2 separate regions of the Sus scrofa genome follow, and region 2 is linked to region 1. Evidence: chromatin contacts called from public Hi-C data. All regions are on one chromosome and are shown on one strand. The core of a region is the stretch at or near the end of the contact, and the rest is flanking DNA. Distances in the headings are between cores, read along the strand shown. Region 1 overlaps DACH1 (dachshund homolog 1). Region 2 holds the start of DACH1 (dachshund homolog 1).

What was found. Hi-C and Micro-C count contacts between places; a contact is called where the count stands out from the background.
Region 2: a Hi-C map of subcutaneous adipose tissue shows a contact between it and region 1, with 2.0 times the contacts expected there. The contact joins the promoter of DACH1 here to the enhancer-like site in region 1. A contact is called at or near these places in 3 of 5 promoter capture datasets (fetal liver and liver), 8 of 47 Hi-C or Micro-C datasets (embryonic fibroblasts, heart right ventricle, mesenteric adipose tissue and 3 more) and 1 of 2 datasets of contacts at active chromatin or transcription factors (skeletal muscle).

The regions. Positions count from the first base shown.
Region 1 is chr11:43,922,698-43,928,690 of Sscrofa11.1, forward strand. The region is part of intron 3 of DACH1 (dachshund homolog 1); the gene reads right to left. Among named protein-coding and RNA genes, the nearest start is that of DACH1, 260 kb to the right of the region's middle. Within about 2 kb of position 3,139, at least 13 of the 83 cell types and tissues checked have an H3K27ac peak or open chromatin away from gene starts, as enhancers often do. A contact at or near this core is called in subcutaneous adipose tissue, where this site is marked.
Region 2 is chr11:44,184,807-44,190,799 of Sscrofa11.1, forward strand. It overlaps DACH1 (dachshund homolog 1), which reads right to left and starts at 2,960. Exons shown (of 11, transcript XM_001924267.6): 1 at 1,972-2,960. The coding sequence starts at 2,816. LOC106505309 (a long non-coding RNA gene) reads left to right here and starts at 1,581. Exons shown (of 3, transcript XR_002336559.1): 1 at 1,581-1,779.

The DNA.
Region 1 (5,993 bases), core at 1,889-4,388:
AAAAAATACAGATTTCTAAATCAAAACTAGCGGAATCAAATCCTTCTATTCACTAGCCTGGTCAAGCCAAAACAACGTACAGAGCCTAAGCTCCTTTCTTCAAAATAGTGCAAAGCATATGCAGAAGATTCAGAAATAATGGCCATATAAGTTAATTTGAATAGAAAGTTTTTCTAGCTTTTCAAACTATACATGCCCAAATCTTGAGGTATAGGTGGATATACTTAGCTTAATACAGACTTTCCACATGATTTTACTTTCTTGCACTTACAATTATGATGCCATAAAATGAAGATCCAGGAAAATATGTCATACAGAAAATAGCTAGAAAAGGAGCAGACTAAAAATTGAGGATCTGTTATAGTTTCTTTCAATATCTAAAGGAATGTTACATTCAGAGTGTTTACTGTGCATAAATCATATAAACACTTTCTAATAGCAAAATATTTCCACAAATGGAATTCTGTAATGGATATGGTTTTCAAGTTTATATTGACAAAAACATGTAAAAGAATCTCAAATGGTGAAAAGTTAAATTAGACTAGAATTCAGTAGTTCTCAAAACTACGTTTTTATTGGAATCACCTGGAACTTGAAAAAAAAAAAAAAATACCAGTACACAGAATCCTACTCTTAAGAGATTACGATCTTGATGGTTTGAAAGAAGTCCAGGTTTTTTGTTTTGTTTTGTTTTAGTTTCAGTTTTTGTTTTGTTTTAAGATCCCAGAAGATTCTAATTGCAGTTAAGATTGAAAAGCCCTGAACTAGCTGAATTATATGACCCCTCTGACTCAGATTTCATGACTCCAGGAAAAATCCAATTTAAATCATCACATAAATTCCAAAGTAGGATTTACCTTTATATTCTCTATTAATCCAACACAGTTCAAAGAACTAGTAGGCAAATGAGATAGTGTTATTTCATGGCAATCTTCTTCTGCAAATAGTTTCTTTACAAGTGCCTCTGCCCCTTTACAACCTTTTGGCCTGCCTAAAGCAAGCTGGTAAGAACTTCTGGAATCCACAGGGAGATGACAAAGTCTCCCTGGCTTTATCTGATAAGTTGGCCATCTAGGTGAACAACATTAGAATAGAAATGTTTAGTCTCACTTTTGTCCACAGGAAAACACATCATGAGAAGAATATATTCTTTTTTAAATTGTGTATGTTGCATTACACAGTTATCTTTTAAACAGTCCTTCAAAATCATATGACATAGTAATTTATTACTAACTTTGTTTTGCTTTCTGGATTTTTTTATTTGTCTAATTGTTCAAAACAATTCAAATATGAATTTTATGCTTCAGAGATAGAATAGAATGGGAAATAGGTTTTGATATTTTCACATATTTTATACCATTGGGTGAATACTAGTGAGAGCACAAACTCCTTCATCCATCTTTTTTTCTAAACAAAACCAAACCAAAACATTATCGCTATGTTATAAAGACTTCTGAGGACTGTATCAAATGGATGGTCTATTATCACTTCAAAATGCTTCATGGTTCGTGGTCTAAAAGTAAAAGATGAGGAAAATGGCCTTTCACACCTATGAAGCTAATGTAATCACCAATCCCATAGCATATTTTAAAAAACTGAACAACAAATTGTGTTGTCAGCTGCCACAATATCAATCTTTGGCTCTTTGGTGTATTTTGTGTAAATTACATAATATTATTTTATAGAATTTGGATAATGATAAACAGTGAGAAATAGCCAGATATTTCTTATAGCAGATTGTCCCAAATTTAACATGAATCTAATATAAAGGGAATACTGCTAGCTCATGCAAATATACTGACTAATAGTTACTGGAAGGCACAGAGAAATTGGATTATCAGCTACAGAAACCTAACGAGCAGGTTTCCCTGAGCTAGTGAGTCTGTAAAAGTGGTACTATCAAAAAAAGTGTGCTTTACACCCTGGGAAACAACACGCAGCCTCCTACATCGTCTCAAGATTCCCTCTAGTAACTAAATTTCATTTTGTGTATGGAAGCATGAATATTTCTCAAAGTGTTTTCTAAATAAATATGAAACTAACTACAACATTGCAAGTCACTAAACTATTTGGCCAGATAGGAAACATTGTTCAAAGAAGAATCTGTGTATTTTCTTTAATTACAAAGACCATATCTAATTTTAACTGCCTCCCTTTTTTCTTAATAATGAGCTGACCTTCTATTCTCCTTAACCCTTTTTTATCAAAGCCATCTACACCCACTTTGCCTTCTGTTTCTCTAATCTGCAATTATTTATGTTTTCTTCATGCTGCTTTGTCCGCCATGGGAGCAAAATTGTATTTGGTGAAATATAGAGCTAATTATACCATGAACCCAGCAACAAAAAGACAGAGCAGATGTTACTTCAGACGTGCTAAAAGTCTTCATGCTTAATGTGCATATAGCAAAACACTGAGCGGAGTCGTCAAAAAACAATATCTAATCAAGGCAGTTTTAGACATGCAAATCTTTTTAACACTGGAGTTAAATGGAGAAATTCTGTCAATAATATTTTCAGTACTCACCATGTGCTTGCCAGAATAATTATATTAGGTAGTGATTTCTAATTAATATAATAAACGTGTGAGTCCACACTGTTTCTTTGAGGGGGGGTGCGGGGGCAGAAATCTCAGGAGGCAGAAATGGAGATCATATGCTGTGAGTTAATAACACAACGCACAGTGTTTTCATGGAGGATGTGTTTCCATGATGTCAAAATAAGCTCTTTGAATATTTTTAACTAGTAAAATATATTTTATCCTATTACATGCTTTCTTTCTACTCACAGTGAATCATCAATAGCATCTATGCAACTGGCTATCAAATTGACAAAAGTTAAGATCAGTCTCTCTTTGCTTAACTTAGTACATTTTCATCTACAATTCAGTTTCATTTTTGTTTTCTAAATAAGTGGGTAGATAAAGATGTGTGTAGTTATCATGGCACAACAGTTGCTTTTTACGGCAAAAGCTGAAAATAATTTTTGACATACTGAATTTAAATCGATAGTACTTGTCACGAAGAAACTGATTTCCTCCCCCATGGTAACCTGTATACAAATGGTAAATGACTCCAGGAAAATACCAAAATGCTTATCATGCTGTGTGGTGACTAAAAACAATTCCAGCCACTGGTTTAAAGTCACTGCAAGAGGGCAGTATTTTAATGGCATACTTTCCCCTGAAAGAAGTGCGCCTACACCACAGGGTGTAAAGCCCCTTCTGAGATCTAAAACTTAGCGGGCTCAGCTCACCAAACTTCCCTCCTGGTGAGTGTTAAATGTGTGCATTGAGTGGCTGGGCTGGGCATCGCCACTTTCAATGTTTATTTTAGGAACAGAAAGCACCTCTCTGCAAAACTGTGATAGTGGAGCTAAAGAATTCCTGTTAAGAATCATATAACTTGTTCTCCTTTCTGTGTTTCAGGCAAAGTCTAAAATAGGATAGTGTCTGGTTTACACAAATGTTCACTTTTAAAATGCTATATGTTGGCCAGTTATAAATGGGATAAAAGTTATTACAGTTAACATTTTATACAAATTGCCTACTGTATGTTGGAAATGATACACTAGTCCAAAATTTATGTTTTAATCAAACTAAATTATATATGTGATATGTATATATATTATGCCCAAAGTAAATACAATTTTGAACATTATGTGCTGTTTCTTTATGATGAAAGCCAATGAAAACCTACTTGTATTTTCAAAAGAATTTGAGAGTAACTTTGAAAATATCGATATTTTGATCAATGTCAAATATAGCTATGGAGATGATATGTCTGGTATCTTCCAGTTAAGCTATTATGTCAGATTATGAGAAAGTTGATATAAGTTTACAAAGTTGTCTAAAGTAATGAATATATTTTTGAAAATTCTACTTATAAAGTTTTATGCTAGCATATTCAATGAGTAGCAAAATGCAAAATAAAGCCGCTTCATGTACTTTAACAATCTTCAGTAATTATTGATATTTTCAAATTTTATTTTCAAATTGGTTAATTTTTCATTTATTTTATATTTCAAATAACACCTTAAAAACCTGAATGCAGAGTTACCATAACATACTTACTGAATTGAGGAACATCGAATCAAATGATTACTATGTTAAAAATGAACTAAATATTCTAAAAGACAAATAACATAAACAAGGTAAATCTTTAAACTTCCACAGTGGAACTTAACTTCTTTGATATTCAATAGGTCTAACAGAACCATGAAGACAGAACACTGATAGTAACTCTACCAACTTTGTCATCTATGAACTCAGAAGAATGGACAGTTTCTCATAAGGCCAAACTATTAAACACTACTTTGGAAAAGTAAAATATCCAAGTGCTGGGACTCTGTTTTTATAGTTTCCAGTAATTTGGGAGCTTTTATGAATTAAGACTAATCAAAGTGCTATAAATAAAACAGAAAAATAAAAACATATTTTGTCCCAGCTTGATTCTTGGTATCTATGCAGAAGTTACCTCAGCCAGTTAAAAACTCCACACCTTACAGAAGCCAGGTGTCAAATGGCACTCACTTAACTCCTCCTACATCAAAGGCATTATCTTATCATCTCTAACCTCACATCCTGCTAATAAGTCAAAACAAAGGGACTTTCAAAGGAGTTATTTTGCCTACTAGTAGTTTAATCAAAATAGTAAACAGAAATACTTTCTTTGATCTCATTTAGGTCCCCCCCCCATTGGCAAAGTAGTCTATAAATACAGACATGTATGAAGCAGCATTTATGCAAAACGGCCTGAATTCCAGAACCATTATAGATGTGTCTCACTTTAATCGAAAGCATTATATTAAAATGTTACCTCAGTAGTGGATTGATTTAAAATTTGATTTGATAAAAGTCCTGATTTACATGAAACAGTTCAAGAAAAATCCATAGATTAAAAAATCCATATATTAAAAGAATTTAATGTTTTATATGTTTAATGTATTTAGTTCCTTGAATCAATAATTGCATATTAAAAATACTAAACTTCTGCAGCTTCAACATATTCTTCATATTAAGGATATATTCTCTCTTTGGAATCATACACTATTTTAATGCAATTTGATGTTCATTTTTGAAAGAAATAAATAAAATACGACGTGAGTTTTAATGCCAAAGAAAACATCTGGGTAAGAGAAATCTCTCCTAAATCTCAACAAGATCAGTAATTAGAAATATTTTAAAATTCAAAGAATTAAAACATTTGGCATAGTATAAATGTGAACATAGTTTTTTGAATATATTAAACATGAAAAAATATTATTTTATAGTGTGGATATTAGAAATTGATTCCTTTCCATATAATAAATTATATTCATATAATATTCTTAAGTTTTTATCAAGGATATTTTCCCATGAAAAAGTTGGCTCAGAGTATTTGAGACAGATGTTTTATGACATTTGAAAAATTAAGATTTGATTTACTCTCTTCACCCAACTCTAAATTCCACTTTCATCAATGAAGAAAATGAGTTACAATGTCCCTTTCTTTCCCCATGCAGAGTCTAGAAAGGAATATGGTGATAGGAAGAAGACAGAAATCGTCTTCCAGATTCTCACTCTATGTAAGTGAAAGTGATTTTTGAACATTGCTGATGAAGACAAAGTATGATGTACCAAAGTGAATAACTTAAACACTACGTCTTCACTGTCTGGTAGCACTCTGTAGCTATTCTGTGATGGTCTGGCAGAAGTGAAACATCTATCACTGAGGCTCCATTTTCAGACACAACGATCAATAATGGTGTTCCTCCAACTTAGCACCCACTTCCTTTGCTAGTTTACAGGGGTGCTAACTCTTCTTTTGGTATCAAAATAAATGACGTCCTAATCCGATAGGATGATCGTATTTGCAATTATGCTTAATGCATCACAGGCATTAAGATACATATCTGAGAGAGAGAGGATAAAACTGAATGAAACCAAGATTTTGTTTAAACTGTCCATTTCAATACTGTTTACAAGTTTCTTACAATGTAAGAAGTGATTCTTAT
Region 2 (5,993 bases), core at 1,710-4,209, 260 kb after region 1:
GTTTGATTACTAAAAAGAAAAACAGCGCTTCACGAATTTACTGACTCGGCAGGCAATTTTATCACAATCATATCTGAACTGGCTTCAGATTTCAACTAGCATTCTTTATAACAACTTCGTAACAATCTTCTGCCCTGGTTCAAGCAATTTTAATAGTAAATTTTTGTCTTCCGTACATCCAAGGAGTCCAATTATCTCCGTAAATGACGTTTAGTCATCAAGATTCCCCCTCAATCTTTACTGCCACCTGTCCATCCTCTTGGGCACGCGCGCGCGTACACACTCGGGCGCGCTCTCAGCATTCACCCCAAAATAGTAGAAACGAAGGTTCAAAACCCAGACACACACCCACGCATGTACCCATGCAAAGAATGACAAATAAACAAGGAAAAAAGTTTCTGGCTACGTCAGGATACCTCAGGCATTTGCTGAGTAGGAGTTCAAGTCTTTTTCTGCCTACAGCCTCTCCAGGGGCACAGCAGCCAGAAGCCCTCTTCCGAGGTAGAAACAGCTGGGGGTTTTGCATCCCGGTTTCCTTCCGGTCTAGTCCCATCCCTCTTATCCTTCCCACCTCAGTTTCCCTAGCTCTACCAGGGGCGCACACACAAAGGAGTAAAACTCTGGTCCTTCTTCTGATCTTTAAACCTATTAGGAGGGTACAGAGGTCTCCGCACAAATTTTGCGCGCAGTTCCCACGCGCTCACTTCTAGTCTCCAACTTTCCCTACTCGCTTTTACCCGGCATCTCTGAACTTTTCCCTCTGAGGCCAACAGTGGGGACAAGACGGAACCATCAGCGCCAGTGGAATGATCACTTCTACCCCGAAACTGAAAAGTTACCCCACTCCCGCCCCCTCTCGGTAGATCCTCCCCCAGTGAGCGTTCATTAGCATAAAACTGGTCTGGCCGGGCTCCGGGTTCCGCGGCCTCCAAGGTTCGCGCGCTTTGCCGGGCTGCGGAAGCCACGGCACCGGGTGTTCAGGTCCACAGAACATTCCAGTGCAAACCTGCACCTGCTCATTGCGTGAGCTACTAACCTTAAAAAAAGAAAAAAAAGAAGAAAAGAAAAAGACAAGAAAGAACAGTTTGGAGAGAGAGCTAGAGAGCGAGATGTGGTCTTCCTTTCCCATCTCTCCAGTTCAGCTTCCAAGAGGCTCAGTCACCCGCTCACCTCCCCCTATAGAGGGAACCCTGCGAGTCCCCTCGCGTCTGCCCCGGGGCAAACGTATCCCCTTATCTTCTTTGCACACGCACAGACTCACACGCGGACACACGCACAAATGCGCGCACACACAGACCCCTCCCCTCCGCGGGCTGGCCCTTGGGGCTTTGAGGCTGAACTCCGAGCGGGTCCCTTGGGATAGCCCCGGCTTCCCGGCCTCTGGGGCCGTCCCCTTCCCGACCTCCAAGCAACCCATTCCCTAAGCTACCTCGCGGGGCCCCCATCGGGAGGGCATCTTCCCGCTCCCCGAACCCTACCGAGAAGGGTCACGACCTCCCTCCGCCCCCGGGACGCCGCCTGGAGCCTCGGAGCAGCCCCGCGGGTGCCCCTCGGTGAAACCCTGGTCCCAGGGAGCGTACATGGGCAGCCGCGCGGAGAAGTGTCCCCAGACGCCAGCGTGGCCCAGGAAGGGCGCGGTGGCCCCTGGAAAGGCATCATCCTCCTCCTTCCCGCTCCCTCGGCCCCGAAGCTTGGGGTTTCCGCGTGCCACAGCACTCGAGCCCCGGCGCCCTGGAGAGCAAGGGGCGGACCCGGCCGGAAGAGCGAGATCTGGGCAGGGTGAGGTGCCAACTTCTCTGAGGGTCGGGAGCGGCCGCAGAGCCCCGAGGAAAGGGACGAGAGGGCCGCGCTCGCCGGGGCGCGCGGCTCGCGGGCGCGCGGAGCGAGCGGCGCGGGGAAGGGAGCGAGGAAAGGGCGAGGAGGCGGGTGGGAAGGGACCTCGGGCGGCGGAGGCTGCCCCCCGCACTTTACCTTGCGTTGGTGCAGTCATTGTAGAGGGTCTCGAAGTCCTTCCTGGAGATGAGTTTGCAGCGGTTCACTCCGGGCTGGATGGCGCCCAGTCCCCTCAAGATGCGAACCTGTTCCACATTGCACACCACCGGCGTGATCTCCAGCCGCTTCAGCTTGGTGTAGACCGTGTGCAAGCCCCCCACCAAGTGCTTCAGGAACAGGTCGAAAGCCTGGGGCAGGCAGATCAGCTCGCAGCCCTCCACTGTGAAGGAAGCCACTTTGGCCCCCCTCAGATCCACCATTTTGCACTCATTATTCTGGGGGGTGTTTTCCACTGGGGACGGGGTCGAGTACACGGGTTTCCCGGGGAGGGGGCCGCAGCTGCTGCTGCTACTGCTGCTGCTGCTGCTACTGCTGCTGCTGCTGCTGCTACTACTGCTGCTGCTGCTGCTGCTGCCGGTGCTCGCGTTGATGGGGGTGCTGGAGGCGCCGCCGCCGCCAGCGCTAATGCCGCCGCCGCCGCCGCTCGCGGTCGCGAGGCTGGGGTTGCAGTTGCTGCCGCCACCGCCGCCGCCGCCGCCGCCACCGCCGCCGCCGCCGCCTCCGTTGCCCGCGCTGCCGCCGCCGCCTCCGCTGCCGCCGCCGCCACCGGTGGAGGTGACTGTGGCCGCCGCCGCCGCCGAAGCGATGGGCTCCGGCCGGAACAGAGTTGGCCCTGAGGACGCCGGGGGCCCGATGGACGGAGCCGGAGACGAGGTCGCCGAGGAGGGGGAGGTGGTGGTGCCGGAGGAGGAAGCAGACGTGGAGATCGGGGGTTGAGGGGGGACCAGCTGGGTCGGAGGGATCAAAGCCGCCGGCACTGCCATGGTCACATATAAGGGGAAACAGAAGGAGGAGAAGCGAGGGGAAAAGTTGCCACACACCCCGGGGAGGGCAAGGGGGAAAAAGGGGGGGAGAAGGAGCTAGGGGACAACAACAACAACAACTCTGGGAGAGGACGAGGAGGCGAAGGGGAGAGAAGGGAAGAAAAAGGAGGTGAGGGTAAGAAAGAGCGAGCGCAGGAGGGGCGAGCGCGAGAGGCGCTCTGGAGAGAAACGCACAAAAGTGTCCCGCAAGTCGAAATGCGAGTCCTCTCCGGGGGCTGGGATCGGGGGCTGGTGTGGGGGGGTGGGGGCGGGGGCGGGGAGGGTCGGCTGTTGTTGTGTGGGTCCCGCTCTAGCACAAAGTTAAGGATGAAGGTGAAAAGGAGGAGGTTTGAAGGACTTGGGTTCTCCCTGGCAAGTACATTGATCAAAGATTGAGAGGGGAATGACAGAGAGAAAATGAGCTGAAAAGTGCAGGCTGCCGGCTGGACGAGTTGTTGTTGTCACACGGTGCAGAGGGGAGGAGCTCCGGAAACTTGAAATACCCTTTGAAGCCGCAAAAACCTCACTCACTAGTATTAACCCAAATTATCCAACCAGGAACTCGGAGCAGAGACTCCGAGAGCGCGAGACCCAGGGAAAGCGAGTGAACAAGAAAAGGAGGAGGGGAGGGGGAGGATAAGGAAAGAAACTAAGGGAGGGACGGAGAGGAAAAGCCGGGGCACGCAAGTGGCGATCGGAAAAGCGGAGGGAGATCTTCTCTTCTACTACCGCTAGATTCTCGGTCTTAATACTCCACTTTGTCCTCGAAGACCGGTAATTTTTTCCCAAAACCTTCAAACCAATCGGCTGCCAACTTAAAGGGAGCCAGAGCGCTCCGAGCTCTCCTTCAAGGATTTAGGATGTGTCTCCGCTCGCTTTTGCAATGAGATATAAATGAAAAGACATACTCTCACTTCATGATTAGTAAGAAATTATTTTGAGGAAAATCCATATGGAAGCAAAGCGTATGTTTCATGCGTCTGGTTATTTTCTCTGTCGATTCAATTATTTATTTAAAGATAGTGAAAACGCCAGGAGAGTTTTCAAGTTGTGGGGGAAAAGTCAGTCTGAAATCGCTTAAGAATAATGGAGTGCTCTCTATTCAATTCCTTATTTCCTAATTGTGGAAAGAAAGAAATGCTTGCCATGATGTGGATGATTCGGAATAACTTCATTTTTGCCCCAAAGCCAGGTCAGAAATGTCTATTATACTGGGAGAATTCGAGATCAGGCACCCTCGAAGGTTTAGAAAGTGGGGAGGGGAAAAAAGAACATCCTAATTTTTTCTTCCCTAACTCCATAACTAATTCACCTGTCTTGCACAGACACCAACAATCCTCAAGTCCTTTAAGACCCAAGGCTAGTTGCTAATGTGATATGTGAATAACAATACATAGATGTATATATTGTATTTGAAAAGTAACAGTGTATTCTGGGAAGGTCCTTCTCAGTTTGTCAGTAAAAAATATGTTTTGTAAATAATGAAAAGAACACAAACAAAGCTCACTAGTTCACTTGTAAAGGCAGAACGGATAGCTATGCTTAAAAACCTCATGAAGCTGGGTTGAGACTCACTCTCTTCCTCTTTGCCTTTCTCTCTCCTTTTCTTCCCCTTTCTAACTTGTTGCATGAAGGTACTATTTATTCAAGGATTTTTGACCATAGGTCAAGTCTGTTCTCTGTTTGTATCTCTAGGATTCTTAAATAATTGGGCTTTAAACCTGTCTGCACATATTCATCAACTCCACAAGATAGAAACAATGCTTTAGCATTTGACAGATTTTAAAAATAAATTATTAGGACCAGGATCACAGTGTAGTGTTGAAATTATTCTCACATTTCTTTTTATCATTTTTATCCTTTAACCTTTTTGAAGTTGAGTGCCAAAAGTTGCAGGAAGTATTTATAGAGAAATATGGCACTATTGACTAATTTGTCTAAGTTTATACTAAACTTTTGGGGGCATAGAAGTTATATCAGGAAGCTTTCCTGGGTCAGAAGAACTCAGAAAATTGATTGTTACCAAAAAGTAGATTAACTTCTGCAAAGATAGCTAAAGTTTATGCAGCTGTTTTACCTAGTTAGCCAATGTATTTTAACATATCCAGAAATAATGTATATTCATTTTCACTCCTCTTATCTGACTTCAGTTAAAAATAAGGACTGGATATACATCACATACATCAGAACACTTCTTTAAATGTTTATGTCTGTATTGGACGATATCGCCTTTTTTAAAAAATGTCAACCTGCTATGTTAAAGAGTGGAGGTGAGGAGAAGATATTAAGCCCTAAGAAACTGATTTTATTTTCGAATTGCATGTAGAACTTTAATAAACTCTGCTGTGGTTTTAAAAATGTTAAACTAACTTCTTCATAAATTCTACCCACAAATGAAAAAAAAAGGGGGGGGATTCAATGTCTTAAATCGACCCTTAGCATTCTCATTCTTCATATTTCCTTTAACTGTCACTCATCCCATACCTGCCACATTCAGAAGCCAGGGACAGGAAGTAATGATAGCAGACCAAACCATTATCCCACCTAGCTTCAAAGCAAACTCCAAATTTTCTGCAGGGAAGCCTGCCCTTTCAGCACTTGCTCCTTTCAAAAGCAGGGCTTGGGGCATTCCCCCTACACACACCTAAATGGGAGCTTCCTCCCCCTCCCCCTCCATCTCACATCCCTAAACATTTTTTTTTTTTTTAGAAACTACTCACCTCTTTGATCAAACAATAGGATTAGAAAAAATATATAATGCAAATTAAAATCTATAGGAAAGAAAAACCTGGAAAATTTTAAAATTTCTTTTCTCTCCTTTTTTTTTTTTTTCAAGAAAGATTACCAATGATTAAGGCAAACAGTATTTAACAGCAGATAAAGAACAGCACAGATTTCAAATTCCCACTCTTTCCATCACATCATTTGCTTTCAAAGCTTTTGTCTTGTTTGTTTATTGTTTTACATCTCTGGTAGTTTCAGGTCCTCTCCTTCCAGCTCCTCTTCTCCAACCTGCACTCAATTTGCATAAGCAAAACTCAAAGTACTGTAACTGATATTAGAAAATTCTCCCTGTGTGTTGTGAAGATGTATTGTGCTGAAATCAATAAGACTGTTTAAAATTCAAAGACCTGCAAA